2 separate regions of the Ovis aries genome follow, and region 1 is linked to region 2. The links are chromatin contacts, called in public Hi-C maps. All regions are on one chromosome and are shown on one strand. Each heading gives the region's core, a stretch centred on a gene start, on an enhancer-like site or on the middle of the called end of the contact. The rest is flanking DNA. Distances are from core to core; before and after follow the strand shown. Region 1 overlaps PALM2AKAP2 (PALM2 and AKAP2 fusion). Region 2 overlaps PALM2AKAP2 (PALM2 and AKAP2 fusion).

Evidence for each region. A called contact is a pair of places that touch in the nucleus more often than the background predicts.
Region 1: a Hi-C map of mesenteric adipose tissue shows a contact between it and region 2, with 4 times the contacts expected there. The contact joins two enhancer-like sites. A contact is called at or near these places in 11 of 16 Hi-C or Micro-C datasets (blood, hypothalamus, liver and 6 more).

Annotation. Positions count from the first base shown.
Region 1 is chr2:13,420,821-13,427,612 of ARS-UI_Ramb_v3.0, reverse strand. All of the region lies in intron 4 of PALM2AKAP2 (PALM2 and AKAP2 fusion), which reads left to right. Among named protein-coding and RNA genes, the nearest start is that of PALM2AKAP2, 260 kb to the left of the region's middle. Within about 2 kb of position 4,107, at least 4 of the 54 cell types and tissues checked have an H3K27ac peak or open chromatin away from gene starts, as enhancers often do.
Region 2 is chr2:13,178,960-13,184,748 of ARS-UI_Ramb_v3.0, reverse strand. PALM2AKAP2 (PALM2 and AKAP2 fusion) reads left to right here. Exons shown (of 10, transcript XM_027964123.2): 9 at 1,386-1,564. Among named protein-coding and RNA genes, the nearest start is that of C2H9orf152, 40 kb to the right of the region's middle. Within about 2 kb of position 2,333, at least 1 of the 54 cell types and tissues checked has an H3K27ac peak or open chromatin away from gene starts, as enhancers often do.

The DNA.
Region 1 (6,792 bases), core at 2,858-5,357, 240 kb before region 2:
TCTTAGGGGTTTTACATCATCTTCTGGCCATGAGGCCTGCTGACATTTTATGGCCCTTTCTGATAACGGTCAGTCAACCAGAAAACTTATTTTTTCCAGGGGTGATTTTTTCTTAAACTAGGCGCCACCCTCCAAAGGCACCAGATAAAGTTGCATTCCTATAGGGTGAGGGTGCAGGGGGTTATAATCAAGAAAAGGAATTTACTTAGCCTAAGGTTTAACATGGTTGATATCAAAGGTTAATACTTATTTCTCCCATATGCTAGTTATATTCATTATAAGGGCTGGGAATATGGAGATTTAGCAGCAAACATTGGCTCAACAAATGAAAAACCCTTCACCAATATAATTTCTAATGAACCCACTATACTATACTAATAATTTTCTAACTTCTCAAAAGAATCTGAATTTAGAAAGTTTACAGCATCTCATGCCTCTCATGGCTGGGAGACTGTAAACAATCACATGTGGCTGGATGAACCTGCTCAGGCAGGCTAGAGAACCTTCAGAGGAGTTTGTAAGTTGAAACACTCTTGTCACGCCCAGGAATTTTTTATTAACTTGGAACTGTAAGTTAACTCCTTCTCCGAAAGAGGTGGTGGGGGTCAGCCCCTCGTAAAGTCAGAGGTGTAGGTGAGAGCATAAAACAGTAAAGTAGGCAGACTCTGGTTTTGGGAGTAGATGCTCAGGAACGGGGTGTCTCCTGAGGCTTGATCCTGCCTTTGCGTAATGTTGAGCCTCCTTCCTCATGACCTTTGCCATGGGCGGAGTTCCTCACGCTGGCTCCCAGTACTCACTAATCTCAAGAGCCTCATGCTTGAGCATCAACCGAGGTGGCCCAAGGCTCTGGAGAGGCACTGGTGCACCATGAAGGACTGCTCGCAACCTTGGAACCAATTCTAGACCTGCTCAGTAGTATCTTCACAGTCAGCGCCATTGTCTTCCCCTTCATTCTCCCTATCCCTACGTCCCTCTCTCTTCTGAACCCCCTCCTTCTCTTCTTTATTATTATTATTGCTGTTGATCTCAGCAATATCTTGAGCCCAGAGTTCTCCCATATATTAGGGGTTCCTCTTCCCATATGAATGACTGGGCAGGGATTATTACAAGATGCAGTGAAAAGAGTATGTTCTTGAGCATTGACTGACCTTGGTCTGAGCCTCAGCTCTGCACTTGGTTTATGGCATGGGACTTTGGGCAAGCTGCTTAACTCATCTGTAAAGCAGGGATCAATAATAGGCATCTCCTTTGGCTTTTGTGAGGTTTCACTTAGTTAGTGCACATGAAGTGTCTAGTCTATGCCTAGCACATCACGGGTCCCAGCTCCTGTTAGTGTCCTTTTGTCTTTCTCCTCTTACAGTTCAGAGCTTGTCCTTCTGTGGATTTTGTTTCTCTCTAGCCAGTAGCAGAACCTTAATGGGAGGGATGTGATTGGAACAGTAGGGCTCTTTCATTATAAAGTCAATTGGGCCATCTCCTCATTTTAACCTTACTGCCTCATCATAGATCCTGCTGGTCTCTCCCCATACATGTACAGTGCCACTGGCTGACTTGGAGATCCAAGGATGCACGTGACCAATTCACTCTGGGAGGAACTCCCTGTCCAGGGGGATCCCAGCCAAACTCTTACCCTGGTCCAGAGGAGAGAACGTGGGGGAGAAGGGTGCATGGGGGTGCAAGCCTGCACTCAATGCCACGGGTACCCAGGAGCTCCTTTGTGCAAGTCCTTAGGATGAGTGCTGGGGTTCCTAAGATAACAGTGGACTGGCGTTTGCACTTGGAATTTCATAGTCGTGCTTGACCTCGTGAGCCAGGTATCGCTCCTGGCTCTGGTTGTTGAGTGATCAGATGTACAGATGAGAGCTGCTCCTTAAGCAAAGGGCTAAGGACCCCCATGTGCTGGAGAGTATGCTGAGCCAGCCTCAGCCTCAGGGTGGGGACTCTGGGAGAATACCCTGCAGGGCCTTACTGCTGCTTTCCAAAAGTGGGAAGAGCCAGGGGCCTCAGGGTCCATGTCAACGCAGTGACGGGCCTTCAGGGTAGGGAGGACATGGGTTTTGGGAAGGGCTGGCTGTATTGGACCATAGGGTCACTGTTTAGGTTGTTCATCACTCGACTTTGGGGATACCTACCATAGCCCACTGATGATGTCAGTGGGCTTATGTGACGTGACTCCTATAAAAATGAGATGATTCAAAGACTCCCAGCCACTGCCTCCTGAAGGCTGGAACCTCAGGATCTTCTTAGCCAGAATTTCTCCCTGTTATAGAGCAGCTAACAAGGTAGGTTCACAGGCTTTGGATGGAGACTTCTGCATATACCACTAAGGGCAAGCACACTGTTCCTTGGAGAGCAAAGGAACAAAGCATTGAGAGTAATGGACATTTTAATGTTAATATGCTGAGCTTTCTGTTCTCAAGTACACAGCAGCAATTTCCTCCCAGATAGATATTCTCACACTACTCAGTTGATGGAATATGACTTTACCCGCCACTAGATGGCGCCCCATGTGCGTATAAGCCTCTCCTACATTAAGACCTTGAGTTAGTTGTGATGCAAAGAGCCGACTCATTGGAACAGACCCTGATGCTGGGAAGGTTTGAAGACAAACGGAGATGAGGGCGGCAGTGGATGAGATGGTTAGATAGCATCACTGGCTCAATGGACATGAATCTGAGCAAACTCCGGGAGACAGTGAAGGACAGGGAAGGCTGGTGTGCAGCAGTCCAGCGGGTCTCAGAGAGCTGGACATGACATTAATTCCCAAACACACTACCTCAGTTGGTGGAATATGACTTCACCCGCCACTAGACGGCGCCCCATGTGCTTATAAGCCTCTCCTACGTTGAGAACTTGAGTTATATTTTCCAGAGTTTTAAAAACATGTACACACACACACACACGAATTTTAACACAATTATCAATTATTTAATTTTCCTTTTAGCATTCAAATGATGGGTTTATTCACATTCTCTGGAAATTTGGTTTAATGTAAAGAATCTATGGGTATTCTTGAATGCTATGGACCACAAATCATGATTCAGAGGATGCATTGAATTTATTCCATTAAATAGTAGTTTTGGTCTGTCTTGTAAAGTAGTGCATGTGGTGTTTAACATAATAGTATTTAAATTCAATTTTTTTAAGACACCAGAGGAGAAAGTGAGAACACAAATTAAATAATACTTACTCGATGGCAGGCAATGTTCTAAGATGTTTTAAATATTAACTCATTTAATTTTCAGAGCTTAGAAATAGCTCTTCCGTATACATCACTATGGGCTTCCCTTGTGGCTCAGCTGGTAAAGAATCCACCTGCAGTGTAGTTGACCTGAGTTCAGTCCCTGGGTTGGAAAGATCCCCTGGAGAAGGGAACAGCTGGCTGCGCACTCCAGTATTCTGGCCTCGAGAATTTCATGGGTCGCAAAGAATCGGACATGATTGAGCGACTTTCACACTTTCCGCTATACATCATTATAACCGTCTGATAGACGAGGAAATGGAGACTAAGATAAGTAGGAGATTCCCCATTGTTTTAGCCAGTAAATGTCAGACTAATCTGATTCCTCCTGATCTGGGCTCCTTTACGGTACTTTCTGGGCTTCCTTGGAGACTCAGATGGTAAAGAATCTGGCTGCAGTGTGGAAGACCTGGGTTCAGTCCCTGGGTTGGGAAAATCCTGGAGAAGGGCATGGCAACGCACTCCAGTATTCTTGCCTAGAGAATTCCATGGACAGAGGAGCCTGGCAGGCTACAGTCCTGGGGCCACAAAGAGTTGGACACAACTGAGTGACTCCATGGTGCATTCTCCTGCTTCCCCCTGGTCCAGACAATCAGGAGAGGCTTCACAGAAGCCAGGTGGTGGCATGAGAGGTATCTGAATTCTGACAGAACAGTCCCTAACTGCTGTGAGAGGACTTTGTAACCTGTAAGACCTTACACACATATCATCTGGGGGGACAATTTGGGGTTTTGTGGGCATATGAGAACTCTCATATGTGAAGCCTGTGGTCCTTCCCTCATTCACACAAAAAACATTTCCTTGCCGCTGTGTGAGAGCTCCCACACTGAGATGCCTGTACTGTTTCATCACTGAGTCTGGTCTACCCTGAGCTCTCTTTTCAGCTGAATGTTGAGTGAGATTTCCTGTGCTTTCAGCAGGTGATTCTGGCTTAGCCTCAGGATCCAGAAATAATAGACTGTGGCAGGCCAACTCCAGGGGTAGGACCACAGCCTGAACAGAGAGATGGCCCATGCCAGTTCTATATAAGCCAAACCACCAAGATGAGGCAGGGTTTTTTTTTTAATTATCATTTTGGAGCACAAAGTACTGTTTCTGAGTTTCCATTTCAAGTGGCAAATCAGATTGTCCCTTTGACAGAGGCTTCAATTAAAACCCAGGTCTCCACATCAGCTTTAAAGGGCATTCTTCTTTGGACCTGATGCAAGTCTTGCTTCTAAGAGCTTCGCTATTTTGGCTTACATAATGCTTTATGACCCTGACTCTGATCCCTGCATGTGATTCATTTTGTATCTGGAAGTTCTCATGGGCAGACTCTTGGTATAAGAAAGATCCTGTTCGCCTTGGGGATTTGAAAGCTCAGAAATGTATATCCTTCTCCTTTGATGTCTCAAGATACTAGCTGTTGTAAAACAGAATCAGGGCTGATAGGTCTATTGGAATAAAGTTCATCAGAGAAAATATTTACAAGTTTATTTTGGTTCTGAACGTTTTTGTCCCAGAATCCTATAATAAATGTGGTGTATGTGGCTTTCCTTACCTTCTGCAGTGCCTGTGTGGGACATGGGTCCACTCAGCTGCCTTAAGTAGGGTTTCCTAGAGCTCAGGCCAGCTGAGTTCATCCACCAAGGCCATTCTCTATCTGCCCAGCCTCCAGGCCACCAGGAGGCACCTTGAGTCAGGACCACAGGGGATGTAGCTGCTTCTCAAAACCAGATATACCACTGGAAAGGGGCCCCACCCGGCCTTCTCCCTGGAATTTTTTTTTTAAATTTTATTTTTAACTGGAGGATAATTACTTTACAATATTGTGATGATTTCTGCCATACATCAACATGAATCAGCCATAGGTATACATGCTGTGCTTAGTCACTCGGTCATGTCCAACTCTGTGATCCCATGGAGGGTAGCCCACCAGGCTCCTCTGTCCATGGGGATTCTCCAGGCAAGGATACTGGAGTGGGTTGCCATGCCCTTCTCCAGGGGATCTTCCCAACCCAGGGATTGAACTCAAGTCTCCCATATCACAGACGGATTGTTTACCAGCTGAGCTACCCGAGAAGCCCATAGGTATACATACATAAAGACAGAATGTCTCTGTTGTACGTGTAGGATGGAAAAATAACAGGGATATGCTAGAAGGACTCTGTGAACGTGCCAAGGAAACACCGATAGTGCAGGGCCACGATGTGCTGACATCCCCTACAGGACACTCCAGGAGGACCTGGTGCTTGGTGTTGACTCAGCCTCTCTGCTGTAGGGGAGAGGGGAGCCTCAGAATTTGCTGTGATGATTATTAGTCTGTAACTCCAGGCCCTTTCCGGCTGCTGAGCATTGGGTGGGAGGGCAGTACACAGCTCATCAGGCCCAGGACTGGTTTTCCTTGTAGAACTCATTGATTTGAGACCATCTCAGTCCTTGGAACACTTTTAATTAGGGCCTGAAGACAGGGGGTTCAGACTCACGCCTTGACTGTCACTTTACCATGGACCGTCAAAGGGGGTACAGATGGCTGCTGCTGTGTTGCCTCCCTTATCCCAAGAAGATGTCCCTCCCTTGCTTCCCTTGTAGTTCAGCTGGTAAAGAATCTGCCTGCAATGTGGGAGACCTGCGTTTGATGCCTGGATTGGGAAGATCCCCTGGAGAAGGGAAAGGTACCCAGTCCAGTATTCTGGCCTGGAGAATTACAGTCCATGGGGTCACAAAGAGTCGGACATGACTGAGCAGCTTTCACTAGTACTGCTAACAGTCAGGCAGTTGCTGGAAGGTACCAGAGAGGGAGGTGGGCAAGAAGGGAAAGCCCATGCTCTTGCTAACCCCTCGTAGTCTCTAGGCCCTAGGCTTCCTCAAGCCGCTTTGGCTCATAGTCTCAGAGTTGAATGTTGCTCCTTTTTTTTTTTTTTTTTCAGCCCAGCCTGTGGGGCCACACTCATGCAGAAAGGTTGACTTAAGACATCCTCAGTGTCATTATAGCATCAGTATCAATCAGTGGAACCCTTTTTCGCTTCTCAGAACAGTCCACGCCAAGCACAGCCTTCTCATCTCTTGCCTGGATTAATCCTTGTTGATCTTTCTGTTTTCATTCTGTCCCTCTGCCCTCCATCCACTTCTGTCCTTCACACAGCTGCCAGTGTGGTCTTTCTGGAATATGGCTGATAGGGTCACTCCCTTGAAACAGACCAATAAGAAAATGGTTTCCTGTTGCCTTTAGGACCGAATCTAAACTCCTGAGTCTGGCATTCGAGAGCCGTCGCATCTGAACCCTCCTCTCCCCATCACTGAACCCTCCTCTTCCCATCACTGGCTCCCACTGTGTTCACAGGAACACACTCAGAACACACTCATGAACACACTCAGAAGAGTCTGGTCCTACAGAGATGCTTACACCTCCTTGCCCATTTCTGCCTCAGAGCATCTGTTCCTGCTTAGAACAAATCAAGCCAATCAGGAAGCTCCTCCACTTGGGCTGTGCCTGGCTGATTGTTTCCCACTTGGACGCTTCCTGCCAGAGCTTCTTGGGATAAGGGAGGCAACACGGCAGCAGCCATCTG
Region 2 (5,789 bases), core at 1,084-3,583:
AGGACTTCCAAGACAGCGTCTCCCTGTATTCTCATTTCCTTGCTAGGGAAGTTGAAACTTGGAGAACCTAAGTGATCAGTCCAAAATTAAAGTGGGAATATAACATGGTTGTCCACAGCCAACCTCATGGCTGGCTCATGGGAGAGCAGAAATTAAAACCCAAGCTTCTTGAACTCTGAGGGCCTTCCCACCTCCCATCAAAGGAGCTCTGCCTGGTAAAGTCTTATAGCCACCCACATAGAGACACAGACCCCAGGCTTCACTTGTGATTCTGGCTGGCTACATCAGGCATTCTGGGGAGTAGGAGGTGGGTCAAGTGGGTCTTGAACCTCCCCTGGTCGTTTCCAAACTTTGGTGCTTAAAACAGGCCCATGTATTTTGTGTGTTTTCTCTGTGTTCCTTGTTTACAGCCCCTGTGTCTCCCACAGGGGGCATAGTTGGGAACATCATGACTGTTGAACCTGAAGCTACTTCTCAGAGGTGTGTTTGGGCTCTGGCAATAAAACCCACTCCTACCTGGGCCAGAAGTCCGGGCAAGGCTTTTCCCGAGAGGGTGGGATGCGGGCAGTCTTAGTGGCAGTGCCTGACGTCACCACACCACTGTGACTGTGGCCCTGATCTCATCCTGCGAATTCCTGTTTGGCATCTCAAAAGCTGAAACCTCACCTTTCCCAAGTCTGTCACACCCCTTTCCTACAACACTGAACCTGCGGTTGTTGGCATTCATTCCTAAGATCTGGGAACTCAAACCTAAATGCTTTCAAGACCATGACAGGTAAGGTAAAAAGTGAAGCCGGCAGATTGATGTAAGACCAGGAAGAACAGGCTTAGTTCTCACTCAGGGATTTTACAACCCCTGCTGTCCATACAAAAATCTCGGGCTGCTCGTCTGACCATCGGTGACCTCTGATAGAAGAGAAAGAGCCTGGGAAGGAAACCAGGAGACCTGGTTACCATCGCCAGCCTCCTGGTGACTCAGCAGAGCCTTCTCTTTGCAGAGCCTCAGTTTTCCTTATCTGTAAGAAATGGGTCTTTAAGATTCGAATAGAATACATGTCCCCCAAAACAACCAGAGCCAGTGTCTGTCTATCTGTCTGTCTGTCTGTCTGCCTGACATATATTTGTGAAATGCTTGACAGGTCTAGGTCTCTTTGGCCTAACTGACTTTAGAACCAGTTTCCTTGAGGTCTTTGTTGGATGCATTTGTGACATTAATCCTTAAGCACTTGGATCCTTGTAATAAAATGATCTGCACTTAACCATCGTTCTGGTACCACGCTCTATGTCACAGGTTGCTTTTTTGCCAGCGTTCTCTTCTTTCCGAAAGCCGTCATGAGCAGACAAGCTTATTAGAAAGGGTGTTCTCTTCGTGTTGTTTGTTTCAGGGAAAATAGAGAAAGTCAAACCTCCTCCATCCCCCACACCTGAAGGTCCCAGCTTGCAGCCTGACTTAGCCCCCGAAGAGGCTGCCGGATCACAGCGGCCCAAGAATCTGATGCAGACCCTCATGGAAGACTATGAGACACACAAATCTAAAAGGCGCGAGAGAATGGATGATAGTAGTGTAAGTTTCTCCTCCTTTCCTCTTTCCTGCATCCAGGGGTGAACGTCGGCGTGGTGTATGGTACCGTGGATCAGGCTCTGATGTGTGTGTGGCTGTCTGGCCAGCATCATGGTGCCAGCACCAATTTTCAGATGTGTGGTTTTAACATGCCTGGAGTTGGGTTGGGGTTTGTCTTATTCCTCAGAAACATTGATCATGCCAAGAGTGGGTCTTTTTACTGCCAAGTTCTGGTCTGAATCTACTGGCACAGCTTGTACATGAGCTATGGGATGTGTAGAAAGATACCACGCAGGGGGAACACAGAAAGAAGGACATAAGCCCTCGAAATCACCCACAGACACCAGGGAGCTGACCACAGCCATTGCTCGCCTGCTCTGTATAGATCTTATTTCTCTAGGCAGGAGTCCCCAACCTCTGGGATCTAATGAGTGATGATCTGAGATGGAGTTAATGTAATAATAATCGAAATAAAGTACACAATAAATGTAATACACTTGAATCATCCTGAAACCATCCCCCCAGCCCGACCCTGGTCCATGGAAAAAGTGTCTTCTGTGAAGCTGGTCCCTGGTGCCAAAAAGGTCAGGCATGGTGCAGGGAACTATGACAAGGCTGATCCTTCAGTGTCTGCTCCGGGCAATCCCTATAAATGGTACATAGTGCTCAGAAGACTCAATATGTTTTGGGCTGTTACCAAGCCCGTGTGTACAGTTTGTCAGGAAAGAGCTTTTTAAAATGACAGTTAAAAACCACACAGCTACCCTGCTACCCTTAACTCTGAAAACTTTGCATGTGATGTTCCCATCAACCGCGAAGGAAGTCGTCAGCTCTGTGGGTTCTTTCTCTAGTAAGGGACTTAAGAGCCCTTGTTCCCCACAGCCTGCACAGCCAGGAGCCTGGGGATCAGCCTCAGGGGTCCATGTCAACTTCCTCGGAGTCTGCTGGCTTCTGTCTCTTAGCATTTATTGAGGTAACCACCTCCTCCCCTGAAATAGCTCAGGTTGGTTGAGGATATGCCCCAGTTGACCCAGGACAGTCCTGGTTTCTGCCTCTTATCCTCGTGTAATTATTAATAGCATCCCCTTTCCCTCTTAAAAGTGCCCCAGTTTGGATGATAAATTCTTTGCTCACCTTAAACTTGAACACGATGGGGCTCACAGTAGGAGTTCCATGCTGATTAACTGCCTTTCATATTCTAGGTGGCTGAGTGAAAGGATTTCTGGGGTTGAAGCCAGATACTGAACATTTTAGTGGTAAAGAAAGAAAGTGAACGTGCCTGTGGCAGCCGAATGACCCACTTGGTGTCTCTCAGCCTCCTCTTACCTGGGCTTGTACCTCAGTTGCTTGGAAAGCTAACCCAGCTCCTCTGTGGGGCTGGAATATTTCTGGGCTGTTCCCTGTATTGTACAGTGGAATGGGCCTGGCCCTTGTTGGCTGCTGCTGAGGTTTCCACCACTAGGGCTCCTTCTCTGAGCCTGTAAGACCCTTTCTGCCCTTCTTTGAGCCCTCCTTAAAATTACGGAGTTAACCTTTAGGTATTTTCTGGAGCCTGTGACCGTCTTGAAGCTTAGGGCTGTATGTACGATTTCACACTGTATATCGGCAGCCTTGGTGGAAGTTGGCTGGGATGTGGGGATACGGAGGAACTAAGGGATCACTTTGCATGTGACCCAGACAAGTGATTTTGAAGCACCCTCTCTGTATCTCTTGTGCATGCCTTTTGTGTTGAAGGGCAGGTGTCAGGGGAAAACACCATAACTGGAAGTAAAGAGCCTGCTCGCGCTCATGTCATAGGCAGAGACGAACAGACACTTAGGCAGCCACCTGACGTATACCACTCAGGTTGGATTTCCCCCTTTGCATGAAGGAAGCTGCTTGGAATCAGCCTTTTAACACTGGTTGCCCTTTACTTACACACTCCTGTCTCTGGTTTGTTTGTTTGTTTGTTTGTTTGTTTTTTCAAGTATATCAGCATTTTAGAAAAGGAAGAAACCTACTAAGCAAACTGTTCATATTCCCAGATCTCAAAGTCAAGGCCAAGTGCTCTGCACTGTCTTTGATACTGCAAGAGAACCAAGTTTTTCGCTGGTGAAAGTTCTTAGGGTTAGAAAAAAAATCTATCCAACCTACTGGATCTCTTTTAAGAGACCCAAATCTGGAAGGAACAAAAGAACAGTATACTACAATTGCTTCTAAAGCAAATGAATGATCATCAGCGAGATTTCATCTCAGAGCCACCTGTTAACCTGTCTTCGTCCTTTTGATTCAGGGAATCTTTCTATTGTGTTACCATCAATCACTGCAGAATATGTTGAAGTTTACCTGTAGGAATGAACAAGCCTTCATCTCTTTTCCTAGCTGATCTGTGGCCCTTCTTTAATTGTCTCTCATACCAAAATATTAACCATAGGGAGCAGATGGATGGCTTGAAGCCCGAATTTTGTCACTGGCTTCCCTGCCCCAGAAGCTGGTAATTATTTTCTCCTTGCTCCATCCACATACATGATCCTTGGGGTAAGATGTGGCTTCTTAGCTCCTCCAGCTTCTATCATCCTAACTGATCTGGGGCCATTGTGACTCAGCACTTGGGCCTGCCACCATTTCTTCCCCAAAGCCACTCGGCAGCTATGAGTCGCTCACATGTGATCAGGACCCAACCACGTGTTCACCCTTAGGAAGTAGCAAGCTCTTTCTGAACTGAATGAAGAGAATTCTTACATACTGTACTTCCCAAGGAGAAGGCAGGCTTAAAAACAAAATTGGAATGTGTGCGTGGTGATGCGCTAGGTACAATGATGTTAATGAGGGTGGGAGGAGAGAAGAAAGAGAAGACAAGTGTAGCTGTCCCTGGAGTTTGCATGAGTAGTTTCTGCTAACCTATCTGGGGAAAAAAAACTGATCCTTACCATCAAAACAGGTATAGCAACCCTCCACCCCAGAGTAGCGCTGGCATCTGGAGACCTGTCTGTAGTTCAGGACCTTCCATTTCCCCACTTGATAAGATATCATATGCGGGATAGGAGGGAAGCCTCTGGCTCAAGGAGTCCCTGGCAGGTGGTGGCACTGAGGCAGCTGCACAGTACATAGTGCTCTTTTTCATACTCTTCAGCTAGCCTCCCTCCTGCTGGAACCACAGTGAGGGCTCAGAGAATGACAGAAGGTGAAATATGAGATCACGAATCTCTCTCTGGGCACATCTGCCCAGGAGTCACTGTTTTGGTGATGTGAAAGTCATCTGTGGAGGTTTTGCTTCATTTTGCAGTTGGGGATGAAATCAGTGACAAGGAACCAGCACAAACCCTCTTCTGAAAAAATGACCCTCAGATGGCCATCCTTGTTCCCCAGCTCAAACCTGGGGCACGTTAACGCTTCAGTCGCAACGGTCTTCATCCGCCTGGGCTGGGGCCTTCTGCTTGGTGTGGTCACTGATGAGTGTCACCATGCTTCAGGTTCAGCCAGGCTGTACCTCTTAGTGGCCCCCTTGGCTAATTTAGGGGTAGGAGGATTGCTAACCCCAACCCTACCCACTTACCTTGGGCTGTTTACCAGCCTGTAAGGACTCTTGTGAGAATTAGGAAAAGGCACGCTTTTCCGAAACTGTGAGGAGGCAGTCCTAGTCGGCTGCGCAGCTGGGGAGGAGACCGGGGCACTGAGCTCAGCCTCATCCATCCCCCACCTGGTATTTCTGTGCAGAGCAGCCGTCCTGCTCGAAGTATAGGTTTCTCTTATCTGGAAATGTCATCTTACATGGAGATGTCCCCTTATCTGGGCCTGATGCTGTGTCTGGTCAGTCATGCAACTCATAAGGTCCTAATGAATCATCATTTCCCATAGGGTTTCTTGGTACCTTGCAAAGGAAGGATATTGAGGCAACACTGTTTTTCTGGCCAGTTTTTCCTCCAGCCTGACCTGAGTCTTGGAAGGCTATGAGTTCTTGAGTCAGGAGTGCTCTTGAACTTGTTGGGTAGACTTGCTTTCCCTTTCTCAGTGAAAGGGATGCTATACTGAGTCCAAAGTATAGCCTCCTGGGCTTTTAGCCCCATCCTCAGGCCTCTCACAGAATCTACCCTTGGTGGGTTTTCCTGTGTTCTCTTTCTTTCTCCTTTGCCCCCAAGGTAGTTACTGAGAGGGCTTTCAGCCTTTCCTGCCTGTCTTGGAATAAGAGAAGGCCTCTTTGATTCCTGGGTTAAACCAAGGTCTCTTTGATTCCTGGGTTAATTCCTGG